Linked DNA regions of Arabidopsis thaliana: region 2 is linked to region 1. A link is a contact called in public targeted proximity ligation data. All regions are on one chromosome and are shown on one strand. The core of a region is the stretch at or near the end of the contact, and the rest is flanking DNA. Distances in the headings are between cores, read along the strand shown.

Region 1 (7,314 bases), core at 2,194-4,693:
ATAATATAATAACAATAAACAAACTCTATTAACAATAGAGGAAAATTGGGAGATATCAACTTGGAATGTGATATTTGAATCGACTAATCGAGTCAATTAAAGACAAAGAAAATTATGATTTAAGAAAAACAGGTGAGTTTGATAAAACACGTTGTAGTCTTGTTGTAGATCTCCGAATTGACGTCAACTCAATATCAAAATCTTTCACTATGAAATTCAAAATCCGAATCAAAACGTCTAACCTAGCTATAGAATATATACATTAGTCAATGGTCAACCTTTTATATTTTATTGTTATAATCATATATGGTGAAGATAATTGTATTTGGAGGACCAATATTCAACTATTTCCTGTAATTTAGAACATTTATTTTTTTCTTAAATATATGTTTTTTGCTTATATATAGTCGCAATTTTTAGAAGTTCCATAATCCATATACTTGAACTTCTAAAGCTATAGTCGCAAGCACCTTATTGTTGTTGTTTAATAAAAGTTCTAATTTTGGTAGACAAGTGAAAAAACAAAATTAAACTATCTGGTGTTTACATATATGAAAAATATACATTTCCAGCAGTGAATTTTGGTTTTGCATGAAAAATACATAAATAGCAATTCACTGCAGCAGGGGTCAGAATATAGAAACATGAACCACACACATAAAAAAAAAGTAGATTCTGACTAGATCAATCTGAATTAAAAACTAGTAAATTTTGACAGACGGACGTGGCCGTGGAAAGAAGTAGAAAGAGACAATGAGAGATGGAGAAAGAGAGACGTAAGTATTGATTTGGCCAACGGCTCATATGCAAAGAATATTAATAATAATAATGTTCTTTGCGTTTTTTTACCAATTACATCAAACATTTGTTAGGCACACGTCTTTTCTTTTTCTCCTTTTTAGTTAAGGGCATCTCCATCCATGAAAAACCCACAAAGTTTCTCAAACAAAAAAAAATTAATATTATATTATAATTTGATTTTTTGATTAAAAAAATATTTTTATTAAAAAGTTGAATCAATAATTAAAAGGGAATTATCATGATGGATTGTAGAGAATATCTCAGAGTTTCTCAAGTAAGAAACTTTCTACTCTCTCTCCTTCATTTTTATTATTTTTATTTTTTAATTGTGAGAAACTCTTATAAAAAACCCCCAATGAAAATGGTCTAACTTTCTTTTCCGTTGAATTTCTCTCATGTATTAACAGTAACATAAGTATTTATATCACATACACTTGTCAAATTTGTCTCTTTAGAGATTTTAAAAAGTTATCACTTAGAGAACTTTTACCTGTTTGGACTTTGGACGGTTAGACAGATAATATCTAAAATTACTCCAATTTTTATATATACATGCAATACTAAGGTATAAAAAAGGTTCTAGAATGTTAAAATCGTTGCTGAAAAAAAACAAAATCGTCTATAGATTGTTAATTTTTGCTTCTTGTACAAACACTTAGTAATGATTAATGATTTAATTTTAATATGTAAAGACTGATTTTTAAAATAAAAAATAGCATAAGATGAAAATTTATGTTTCAAAAAATATTTGTGATTATGGGTTGTTTGAGACTGGAAAATAATCAAACAACATTGGGCCTTTCATGTAGAATTTTTTATTACATTTAGAACCGTTAACGATATGGGCTAACTCAAGACATTAAAGGCCCAACATTGAGTTACTAAACGGCGCAGTTTTTAGCTTTTTAAAATTGCGTCTTTTTCGTTCACTGAAAAGGTAGTCCTTCTCTTTCCCACTCACATCATCAACTTCATCAATTCATCACCTTTGTCTCTCTTTCAAGCTTCTCTGTGTGTGATCTCCGTTGGTCAACAACAACTACAACAGGTAACTTCTATTCTTCGATTCCTTAAATTTCTTCTCTAGAGCTTAGTGAATCAACGATTTAGGTCTGAACATATTTGGCAATCTGTCCTTGCTCAAATTTCGCTTGAAAATTTCAATCCCAAATCATGTAAAGCTAAATCGGAAAGTTCTATGTAGTTCCCAAAGTTGAATCACGAACTGGAAGTAATTTAATTTATTGACTTAGGATATGTTGAAATTTTTAGGTTTTTTGTTTTGTTTTTAGCTTATTGAGCAGAGATGGATCATCAATTTGGATATGGTGTTGAAGTTACTGGGTTATCTCCATCTGTTACTCATAATGATCTTATCGATTTCTTCTCTTTCTCTGGTACTATCCAAGATATTGATATTGTCAGGTGAGTCTTTTTACTTTTTAGCAAGTTTGTTGTTTGTTTGCTTATTCTGGATTCAAAAGAGTACACTTTGTAATGTTGTTAATGAGACTAGGTCGGGTGAGCAAGCTTGTACTGCTTATGTGATGTTTAAGGATTCTTATTCTCAAGAAACTGCTGTTTTACTCACTGTAAGTGTTAGTTTGGATTTGATTCACTCTTTCTATCTTTTTTGGATGTCTCTTGAGAAATCACTCACTTCTTTGATATCTTCAGGGCGCAACGATATTGGATCAGCGTGTTTGTATAACTCGTTGGGGACAACATCACGAAGAGTTCGATTTCTGGAATGCGACTTCGCGAGGTTTTGAAGATGAATCGGACTCACAAGTATGTATCGCTTTTGACACTTCTCTCAACTTTGATCTTTCTGTCTTCTTTTTTTGTTAAAATAGTTAAATCTAACGGTCACTGGTTCAGTAGTCTTTATGTTGAAGTTTGATGCTTGGTCTCAATTCTAAAGCTTATTCGTTCTTCAATCATGTAGCATTATGCTCAACGAAGCGAGTTCAACGCTGGAGAAGCAGTGACAAAAGCTCAAGAAGTGGTGAAAATAATGCTTGCCACAGGATTCGTGCTAGGCAAAGACGCTTTAAGCAAAGCTAAAGCCTTTGATGAATCCCACGGCGTATCAGCTGCAGCGGTGGCTAGAGTATCTCAACTAGAACAGAGGATTGGTCTTACTGACAAAATCTTTACCGGACTTGAAGCTGTTAGAATGACTGACCAAAGGTATCATGTTTCAGATACAGCTAAATCAGCTGTCTTTGCCACAGGAAGAACCGCGGCAGCAGCTGCAACTAGTGTTGTCAATAGCAGTTACTTCTCCAGCGGAGCTCTTTGGCTGTCTGGTGCATTAGAGAGAGCTGCTAAAGCCGCATCTGATCTCGGTACCCGCGGCTCAAGGCAGTGAATAGACCAATGGCCCGATTCAGAACCGTATTCGTCTGTGAATATATATGATGCAAAGCTGATCATGAATAACTGGCTCATGAAGTGTGATAAGACCAAATTTTATCAAAACGAATACCATATAGAAATCTATCAAAGTATACTCTCACATGATGATGCTGATATAGAGTTTGGTTACATTACCTACATCTTAACTCTTCATTAGTAGCATAATCTTTTTTCTTATATAATTTCTGATTTATATCATTCTATGGTTGATATTGATTCAATATTTGGATAGATGTTGTATCCATAGAGCTTAGGCCACGTGGCACAATTTGCGCCAAAAAATCAAATCCAAAAAACAGAGAAGTCATCATCTTTTCACTCCAAATCTTCCAGTCACTCAAATCATTCTCTCATGGCAGCTTCTTCCTCAATTCCGCCGTCAACCGCCGTAACCTCCGTCGTTCGCAAATCTCTCCTCCTCTCAACCACCTTCTCCTTCCCCGCTTCTTCATTGTCTCCCTCCACGAAACTACCACAAAGACACATTCAAAGATTGCTCCTAGCTTCCTCCTCCGCATCCGCATCCACCGTTCCTTCCGATTCCAAACCGGCGAAGAAAGAAACAGTCTACTTCGACGGCGGAGCTCATTACGGAGATCTATTAGCCAATCTCATTCTAGGTCTAACCATCCTTTGGCTCCCACTAACCTTAGCTGCAGTGTCTCGAGCTTTTAACCTTCGTTACAGGTTCACTAACCTCCGCGTGACGGTTATTTCGGGACTCACCGGAGATGATCGGAGCGATTTCTCGTACAAAGTGATAAAAGACGTTCAAGTTGTGCCGAGGTTCATCGGAGAATGGGGAGATATCATCATTACTTTGAAAGATGGAACTAAAGTGGATTTGAGAAGTGTCCCTAAGTTCAGAGAGATTGCTAAGTACTGTTTATCTATGGCTGATCAACCTGCTGTTTTGAAAGAATCTGGTGCTAAAGGCTTTTGATTATTTCTCATTTCTGGGCAAAATTGATTCTTCTTGTTGTGATTTCTTCAGTACAAATCGAATCCTTTCCATGTTCTTTCATTTGTTATTGATTTCTTCATCTCTGTATTGTTAAGACGATCGTATCTAAACGGCGCGCGATTTTAGCTCTACAATAAGAAACGGCGTGATGTTTGGTTAATGTTGAAACGGCAGGTAGTCCTCTTTTAGATTAGAGAAATGGCATGGATATTAATACTATCTTCTTCTTTTTTATTCATATGGCTGCATTTTAAGAATATAGAGGATTAACAGCCCAAAGTTTGGATTAAAAAAAAAACAGCCCAAAGTTATTTATTAATTATTCAAGTTCAAAATAGCGTCAATTATCTTTAATTTATATACACGTTTATTTATTTCTACTTTTCTAATAACCAAGATTCATCATAAGCAAATTAATCTCTAAAAAGTAAAAACTATCAAGTTTATACAAATGGGCAAACGAAAATGTATAATTTGAATAATGTGCCCACATTAATTTCTATACTCGCATATGAAAATATGATTACGTTTTTTATGGGATAACGGATTCAAATACAAGAAATGGGATTACATATTCAATAGCTTCCTTTGTTAGTACTTTAATTCTAGTAGTTCAAAGACTAATTAATAAGAACTACATATGGTCCTATCTGTTAAATTTGACCATATTAATCTAATAATCTCCATTGGATTCCACTAAAATTTGTTAAAAAAATATTAGTAGAGAATTTCGTAAGAGAAGGTTGATGAGTATGTATAGGGAGTCTTATTAAAGCTTCTGCCTCTGACACATTCTCATCAAATCTTATGTAGTCTTCCCCATTTCCCAATTTTGACCATATTATTCTTGTTTTTATTCTTTGTTTATCATACCCCGTTGTCTTCTTTCATTGTTTATCCTATACGTTTTCTAATCACATATAGGGTGTGATATGGTGAAAGCAAAAAGATGTGGGAGTAAAATAAAAATAGATTTTGGCGTAATTATTTCTGTCCATTTTCTCTAATTGTTTTGTAGCGGAAAAAATTATAAAGTTTTCGACACTTTCAGCTCAAACCTTTTTTTTTCCTTTTTCTGTGAATCATAGGCGAATCTAGAGTAATATTTTATTTTACTCTAACAAATATAACCAATAACACCCATAGTTTTTATATCTCCACTCCAATGATGCACTATTTTTAGAGAAACATCCGAAATATGAATACATTATCTCCAAAATATAGTGTTAGAAGTTGGTTTCGCAATGTGAGTTCATAGAAGTTGCATATAAAGCATAAATATACACCGTAAAGATAGATGGCTCACTATCCACCAGCAACTTTCAATTAAAAAGGAACATTTTGCAGAATTCATATTTCTCTCTTTGTTCCCAAGCTTTATGTCACATTGTTTCACATGCATGGGCAGAATGGGCTGATTGGCACATATGTGCACTTACATGTCCGTGCGCTGTGCGCATCTGTAAAAGTTCATGTCTACATGGTAAACAAGTACGCGTATTGAATACGTACACATACATACCTCTAAAATGGCGTATTCACGAGAAATCCAAAATACAATATGGGATCAATATCCAATATCAGCTGAATTCTTCGGATAACTTAGAATCTATATATAAAGCAAAAACCTTATAATATACTATTAACTTTATCTCAAAAAGGAAAGTGGTTAATTCTGAATTTGGTCAGTCTTTTTAATTTTAAAATAAATAGAAAAAGGGCGGCGCATAGTAGAAGTTTTGTCAAATGTCAGGCTAACACGCATCCTTAAATTGTGCAAGAATGTCTTTCTTACACCCTCCCATTGTTTCCTCATATAACAGATAAACTGAAAAATTCTGCTGGTAGATCATTTTGAATAATTTCAGAAGGATAATCCATATATATGCTAACTTTAACAAAACAGTATATATATAAAGCAATGAAAAGAAATTAGAGTGATCATATCTAAAAGATAAGAAACCTTAGTATAAAGCCAAACTAAAAATAGAAAGGTTAGTGTATATAATATATACAAGGAAAATCTGATGATCAAGGGCACCTTAATCGAATGATAACGGAGGACTAACTAAAATTAAAATGGACATCGGATTCCTGAGACTATATAAGAGCTTTTCGTTGTAGCCTTGTAGGTATAGGAGGAAGTATTTTAAAAGAAGAAGTAAAGCTGGCTCCAATATGAGTGAGGCCCCATGCGATTGTAGGAATCCCAAGCAAGTTAACCTCTACTAAACGTTTATATTTTAAATGCCGGAAAAAATAAAAAATAGTAGTGCGTGTTTTCTGGATTAATTTGAGGTGTGTGTATATTTTGATCCAATTTTTTTTCTAAAAACTAACCTTTTTGTTGTTGTCTATATTACTCTATATGTTTCGGAACTGTCAATATACTGTATTTAAGATATAAAATGTTCGTTAAAATTCAGATATTATGGAGCCTTCATTTTGGAAAATATCATATTTATCGTCTTCCCCTCTCCTCCTCTGCCTTGACTAGAAGAAGTCTAGAACCCAAGAGGTATGGGAGCTGAGCCCTTAAACCAAATGAATCGACTTTTGTTATATAAAATGAGTCCATACTATACGATGTGGCGAATAAAAGATAAAAGGCAACTTAGTGATGATACGAGAGCCGCATGAAACCGAAATCCACGGGCACGGCCTAATTGTACTATAGTATATAAAAGTGTACATATCTATATAAAATATTTTTTTTTTGTTAGAATAGGATGATGGTCAAAAGATATACATTGCATTATAAAATATGATCTAAATTTTGTTCTCTACTATAATTTTAAGTAAGAGTCTTAGAAATTTTAAGTATCTTTTCTACTGTTATTTTAAGTAAAAGTCTAGAAATTTTAAGTATATATGTTTTCTACGTGACAAAATTAATTGACTTAAAATGGTTTAATCCTCTAAAGTTATCATGCATTGAGTGAGTTCGAATTCCTATATAAGTAGAGATGAAATGGTACATGACCATTAGACTAAAGAAACAGGAAGATATAACATTAACGCATAACCATACGTACGTAACTACTACTACCGTACTACGTACGATCTATAGTAACGTGTGTATATAATAATAATTAATACCAATACAATTGTTCTGAAGAATCGTTAAA
Region 2 (7,314 bases), core at 2,574-5,073, 35 kb after region 1:
AGCCACAAACTCTGGTGCTCTTGGGTCCACTGTTAACGCAGCTTTCCCTTTGTATATCGAATGACCCACGTAAAATCTAGCAGGCAATCCTTCAGCTATCAAATCGAAACAAAGAACACAAGTAAACATCACCTACGAGCTCCATCTATAGATATAAAAAGAGTTCTCTTTTTGGATTTCAAGCTTCAAGGTTACAAATTTCTCGTAATTAAGAGTACCCTTTTGTGTTTTTAAGCTTCCAATTTCTTAATTAAGCAAGCTAAAACCCTAAAGTAACCAAGTGAGATGGCTTACCAGGTGAAGGAGAAGAAGAAGAGTCACCGAACCTCTGCTTCTCGAAGTAATCCGTCTGGCGAGACTTAACCGAGAAGAGCTTCACCGTCTTCGTCGTCGGTTTCAAGGCGAATCCATGCCGTTTCACTGCAAAACCTCCGGTGACGAGTACTGAAGACGAAGAGAGAAAGCGAGGATTGGAGTTGACCGCCATTAGAGGAGTCGATAAGAGTTGCGACATCGCTTTGTGTTTGTTCCCTCTCAGTCAATGTAGTGTGTCTTCTCTGCGAATTACGATGGAGGAGAGAAAAAGGCGCTTCCTTTACACACTCAGAGACTCGAGACTCGAGAGAGATGACGAGACAAAGAAAGTGATAACTTTTCGTTAATTCGTTTCTACAGCTTTATTTCTTCAAAAATTACAAATAGACCCAAATTTTATAAATTTTGTTGGAATATTGAGAGAAAGAAGAAACAGAGTAAGAGATAATATCTCTTCTCCTTAGAGAAGACAAAAGAACGAAAGAGAAACTTTTATTGAACTGAAACTTGTCTATATACATCTGCAGGCACATACAAGGTCGTTTGTCTATGTACCTCTGCATTAATAGGTCTAGAAAACGCTACTACATGCGAAGTTTTCGATTTTAGGACCAACGATTGGCCCGACCAAGTGATAAGACATGAGACAAAATATGTTCCATAGATCTATATACAATTGGACTTGGCTATGCTGTCTCAACAAGAACACTGTTGACACTTGACTTCGAAACCAATTCATATGATTATGCTTTCTGGAATAAATCCATATCTACTGGATTTGTTCTCTGTTATTTCCCAAGTTTGGTCTCTATTCAGTAATTTGATTATTGTCAATGCATATTGTAATATTTGCTTCTTCCATCAACAGTTTGTTGGTCAAATTTTGCAACTCTTCAAGATATTGTTTTGGTCCATATAGCTAATAACATTCGAGACAAGATAAGAGAGCTAATTGATGAAAGTATTACGAGGAGATTGTATAATTAGTATAAAGATCTAAGGTATTTTGATTTTCTCATTTTTCCGTAGAAAAAGGAACCTGGATCCTATTAAGAATAATAATCCGAAAACTGCGCATTATATATGCAGTCTTAGTTACAAAACACCATTCATAGAAAAACATTCTCTTTCGTTTTCTCTCCTCTCTCTCCATATTGTTTTTCTTGAACAACAAGCAAAAACAGGGCAAAAGCTTTGGCTGTTTGTTGGAAGGGGGCAAAATGGTTATGTAATCAGCAAGCTTCACCAAGTTTGCAGCCAAGTACTCCTGCATCCATGGTAAGTTTCCGGACCATCGTTCCCGGTTTAGGTCGAATTGTAAACTTGTTTGGGAGCGGGGTTTTCGGTTTAGAGCTCCACGCATTTGCTTTTCCGGATTGCACAAAATAAGCTCCGTTGAGAAAGTAATCTCCTTCTGATTGCCAATTCCAAGATTTCCATTCACCGTATGGTGTGTACTCTCTTTTTGTAATCTGTTTGGCTTCTTCATTAGGAGGAGCAATGAAACGATTGCCTTGACTAATAATTGTAGGGTTCATGTTCCCACCAATTGCATACATTTCCCAATGTGTGTAGTCATTGTTCACCACATGTATCGTTCCGTATCTGCAACGAGGCATTCTCTGTTCCAATCGCTTACCGAAGTGGTTAAACGCAACCGTTATCTGCATTTTCTTGTCGATCACGTGTTCGTCCCTCGCCCCAAACAACATCACCTGTTCTCTCACAAAATTTAAAACAAGACTCTAAATTAGAGGTCTTGATTGTTTCATATGCAACTTCACATGAGCGAAAACAAAGGAATCTTTTTACCTCTTGGTGGTCGGTGAAATGACTGTTGGAAATAGTTACAGCAGTGGAGCCGTCAATAGCATCGATCATACCATCTGCACATCTTGTCATTGAGACATGGTCGATCCAAATATTGGTTGCTCCAAACAAACTGATTCCATCACCATCACTTTTTGTCCTAAGCCCTATGTGAGCCTCAGAGTCTCTGATCAACCCACCGTTCCCAGGAACAATGTGCTTGACATAAATATTGTGAATGATCACATTATTCACAAATTGCAACGTTAATCCAGCACCTTCCATGATGTAAACCCTAGCTCCTCTTCCATCGATTGTTTTGTCGCTCGTTATCATCAGTTCTTGTTGCAGTTTTATGATCATGCTTCTTGCGAATATGATCCAAAGCGGTCCGTCTCGAGTCACTGCATGCCTTAACGTTCCTGGTTTAGGGTTGATAAGATCGTTGTCAGACGCGTCTTTGACGACGTATATCGGTCCGTCTTTTCCTCCGGTGGTTCTCCGGCCGAATCCGAGCACACAGTCGGCTAGTTTCTTCCGGTTATTAGCCCAGTTACGATCGCATCGCCAGCAGTTGTCTATCGGGTTATAAGCTAGGCATTTTCCGCTGCTTTTGTGCGTTTTACGACCACTTCTCACCTGAGTAAGCTCTCTCCTTGTATCGTTCCTTGATTCCGATGCATCCACTGCTCTGTTAAAAAAAATAAAAAGTGTTTAATTAGTACTTGTTTAGGAAGTTAGGTTAAACATTTGACCTAACAAAGACAAAAACTCACATATTGACATGGTAATTAAAATGGTTGGTGACGTTAAGTGGATGAGGATCGTAAGAGCCGATGGTTTGTTTCAATGCATCACTTTGTCGTTGCGTCCAGTAGCTATCAAAGACAGCAACATTGCCTCGAACCTGTGGGGCCACTATAGCTAAGAACGAAGAGAAGAAAACGAAAACATAGCCGCCAAGATTCAAGAAAGCTGCTGCCATTTTAAATATATTGCAAATGCAGAGACCAAAGCCTGTGAACTTTATATTTTCCCGGCAAAACCTCAAACGGAGGTTGTTGTTTCAGATAGGCCTGCCGGGATTAAAAGATTAAAGATTTGAATCACCTGATTGCTTTAATAACCAGGAACTGGGGAGAGAGAAAAGGAGATGAGAAGAGTCAATAGAGGATTGAGAATTAACATAGATTAGACAACCATTGATTTAAATCTCTATGGTCATTTCTCCAAAAAACCCAATTATAGATTTTGGATGCCTTTGTTTAATCCTTCTTTTCTGGATATTTTCAGTTATTTTTGCCTTGATCTAATATTATTTTTACTGAGATAATTACCCAATAGCACCTTTAAAACTTGAGGTAACTATTTTTGTATTTACTTAATTAATCATACATACTACATATGATTATTAAACGTAGTATATATCAAGTCTCTAGGTCTATTGAAAATAATTATCATACAAGTAATTAAAAAAATTCCCCATGGGGTCAGAAGCTAATTAATGGCGGGACTCTCTGTTCCCCCAAAAGAATTTGAAGACATGACTATAAAAAAAAAAGAATGAAACAATTTTATTTTGGACTCCTGATCTGTGAAAGACTGAAACAGTTCATACGCAAACTGATATAAAATCCAAAATGTTATCTCTAAGAATATGGTCCGTGATCAATAATACAGATCTAAAATTCACCAACTTATATGCAAATTGCAAAATGCAATAAATAAATCTTGACCATATGTTACAAATCTACCAGATCATTATGTACAGAGAGCACTGCGAGTCTTGATCACACATTTCACCAGAAAAGTAAAACAATACAACACCATAAATGTTTCTTCTCCTACCGATTTCAAGAAAGACACTAATAATTACTCAAAGAAGCTTTAAATGTTAAATCTCTTTCACCGGAGAAAGAAGATTCTTAGCTGAAAATAATGACGCAAGAAAGATTCAAGAACAACCTTAACGCCGTCGTGATATCATTCTTCTTCTTCTTCCTCTGTTCCACGTCGGATTTGCTCCTTCCACGTTCACCGTTAGCTATTCTCACCGGCGGGAGGTGGGATCTTCTGCAGCCGAGTGTAGGTATATCCGCAATGCACATGCAGCTTCTACACAACAACAAAGTCGTCATCTTTGACCGTACGGATTATGGACCTTCGAATGTTTCTCTCCCTTCTCAAACCTGCCAAAACGCCACCGTTTTTGACTGCTCTGCTCATTCAATACTATACGACGTCGCTTCAAATACCTTTCGCCCACTTACACTACGTTACGACACGTGGTGCTCTTCCGGTTCTTTAAACGCTTCCGGTTCTTTAATCCAAACCGGCGGTTATGGCAACGGCGAAAGAACTGTACGGGTTTTCACACCTTGCGACGGAGGAGTTGGAAGCGTTTCGTGTGATTGGATTGAGAACAGAGCGTATCTCTCCTCTCGCCGGTGGTATTCCACCAATCAGATTCTTCCCGATGGTCGGATTATCATCGTCGGCGGAAGAAGAGCTTTCAACTACGAGTTTTACCCCAAGGATCCGGGAGAATCCGTTTTCAATCTCAGATTCTTGGCGGAGACGAGAGATCCGAATGAAGAAAACAATCTTTATCCGTTTCTTCATCTTCTCCCCGACGGTAATCTCTTCATCTTCGCCAATCGGAGATCGATTTTGTTCGATTTCGTCAATCACCGAATCATCAAGGAGTTTCCACAGATTCCCGGCGGCGATAAACGGAATTATCCCAGCACTGGCTCCTCCGTGCTCCTCCCTCTCTTTCTCACCGGAGACATTAACAGAACGAAGATAACTGCTGAGGTTATGGTATGCGGCGGTGCTCCGCCGGGAGCGTTCTTCAAAGCGGCGAGGACGATTCCTAAAATCTTCGTCGCGGGATCACGCACGTGTGGGAGATTGAAAGTGACCGACCCGGATCCGAAATGGGTCATGGAGCAAATGCCATCGCCACGTGTCATGTCTGATATGTTACTGTTACCAAACGGTGACGTTTTGATCATTAACGGTGCTGCTAACGGAACCGCTGGTTGGGAAGACGCGACGAACGCTGTTCTCAACCCGATTTTATACTTACCCGAGGAGCCTGACCAGACCCGGAGATTCGAAATTCTCACCCCGACTCGAATCCCTAGAATGTACCATTCGGCGTCTCTTCTTCTGTCAGACGGCAGAGTCTTAGTCGGAGGAAGCAATCCTCATCGAAATTACAATTTCACGGCGAGGCCGTACCCAACGGAGCTCAGCCTCGAGGCTTATCTCCCGCGTTACCTGGATCCACAGTACGCACGTGTGAGACCGACGATCATCACGGTGGAGCTCGCCGGGAATATGTTGTACGGTCAGGCTTTTGCCGTAACGTTCGCGATTCCGGCATTCGGAATGTTCGACGGAGGGGTATCGGTGAGGCTCGTGGCGCCGTCGTTCAGCACTCACTCAACGGCGATGAACCAGAGGTTGTTGGTTTTGCGCGTCAGGCGCGTGAGTCAGTTATCTGTTTTCGCTTATAAAGCTGACGTGGACGGGCCTACTAACTCCTACGTGGCACCACCTGGGTATTATATGATGTTCGTGGTTCACCGTGGAATTCCGAGTGTAGCTGTTTGGGTTAAGATTTAAAGCAATCCTTTTATTATTTCATTAGTTTTTTGATTGATTTTTTGAAGAATTGTAGTTAAAAAAAATAAAAAATTGGTGAAAGTTAGTTAATAAAAAAAAAGGAAATTTCGGTTAAGACCCCTACTCCTCGGGAGAAGATATTTGATTTTGTTTGTCCTAGTAGTTGTGATGGTTTGATATGCTTCTACAATCTTTATAAATCGGGTATTGTAGTCAATCCAGCCACTAGATGGCATCGAAGTTTTCCTCCACCTAGGTATAAACAAGTCATTCTCGACAAATCTTCTAGTGAATATAGTAGTGTCTTTCCTTTGCCTTTGCTTGGATTCGGCAAAGACATCATCAATGGCACATACAAGCCGGTTTGCTTATATAATTCACTAGAAAGAGGACTAAGAAACGCTACTACGTGTGAAGTTTTCGACTTTAGGACCAATGTTTGGAAGTATATTACCCCTTCTTCTCCTTACCGGATCATTGCTTTCCATGATCCTGTGTACGTAGATGGGTCGCTGCATTGGTTCACCGAATGCAAAGAAATCAAAGTTCTATCTCTAGATCTTCATACCGAGACTTTTCAAGTAATCTCCAAAGTTCCTTTTGACATTGCAAATTGTGACAACATTGCCATGTGCAACTTGGATAACCGCTTGTGCATATCCGAGAACAAGTGGCCTGACCAAGTGGTATGGTCGTTTGATTCATGCAACAAGAAATGGCACAAAATGTTTACGTTAGATCTGAATATATTTTCTCATGGGTTTGGGAAGCACTTTTTGGCAGTCTCACCAGTAGCAGTTTTGGAAAAGAAGAAGAAAAATGGTAAGTTATTGTTATCTTCTAATCTAATATATAAGCAACAAATGGTGGTACATGATCCCGAAACCAAATCTTATGATTTTGTTTTCAAGAGTAAGAATTCTGGAAATCATGTTTGTTATTTCGAGAGTCTAGTCTCTATTTTATAAATAGATAGATCATTTTAGCTATATTTTTCCTAGTTTTTTTTTGGGGGGGTTTATATTCATGAAAATTGTAATTTCAAAAAGTTTAAATTATTGTTGGCATTTTCTGATCTATTAATTGCTTCTACATCATACATTGTAATTCATAGATTTTGTTTTTCTACGAAGTTAATACGCAATTGTACTTTTTGGAAGAAAACTAATGTTCTGTTTTCAATTGAACTTCAAACCATTCTGGCCAAAAAGGCTTCTCCAAACTCGCGTGGCATTTTTAGTTCCATTGAAGGTTTTGAAAATTTACGTTGCCTTGTTGACACATATACTTTGTAAACAAAATACTAAAACTCTTAGGTTAATTAGAAGGTTTTCTTAATGACCAGTGAGTTCAAGGTTTTATGACCATCCATAAATTTTTTCTAATCATATCAAAGAGATCATAACAGGTAAATAACATTTGTGAGTAATTTGTTTTCTGAAAGATTCAGAACTGAGGTATAATGTCTATGAGATCTGAGTATATTTAAAATCAATCTTATATGATCCACATCTCTTTAAAATGATAATTAAAAGTTTAACAAATATCAAATCCCAA

What was found.
Region 2: a contact with region 1 is called in a targeted proximity ligation map of shoot, with 10 read pairs. A contact is called at or near these places in 3 of 26 Hi-C or Micro-C datasets (root, rosette leaf and shoot) and 1 of 2 datasets of targeted methods (shoot).

What each region holds. Positions count from the first base shown.
Region 1 is chr1:4,895,602-4,902,915 of TAIR10.1, forward strand. It overlaps AT1G14345 (NAD(P)-linked oxidoreductase superfamily protein), which reads left to right and starts at 3,444. Exons shown (of 1, transcript NM_101301.5): 1 at 3,444-4,453. The coding sequence starts at 3,575. The coding sequence ends at 4,165. AT1G14340 (RNA-binding (RRM/RBD/RNP motifs) family protein) reads left to right here and starts at 1,745. Exons shown (of 5, transcript NM_101300.4): 1 at 1,745-1,849; 2 at 2,094-2,226; 3 at 2,318-2,393; 4 at 2,479-2,592; 5 at 2,750-3,434. The coding sequence starts at 2,108. The coding sequence ends at 3,175.
Region 2 is chr1:4,930,297-4,937,610 of TAIR10.1, forward strand. AT1G14430 (glyoxal oxidase-related protein) reads left to right here and starts at 3,824. Exons shown (of 1, transcript NM_101310.4): 1 at 3,824-5,898. The coding sequence starts at 4,063. The coding sequence ends at 5,757. AT59 (Pectate lyase family protein) reads right to left here and starts at 3,366. Exons shown (of 3, transcript NM_101309.5): 1 at 2,901-3,366; 2 at 2,128-2,815; 3 at 1,189-2,030. The coding sequence starts at 3,109. The coding sequence ends at 1,548. It overlaps WHY1 (ssDNA-binding transcriptional regulator), which reads right to left and starts at 784. Exons shown (of 7, transcript NM_101308.4): 1 at 295-784; 2 at 1-95. The coding sequence starts at 514.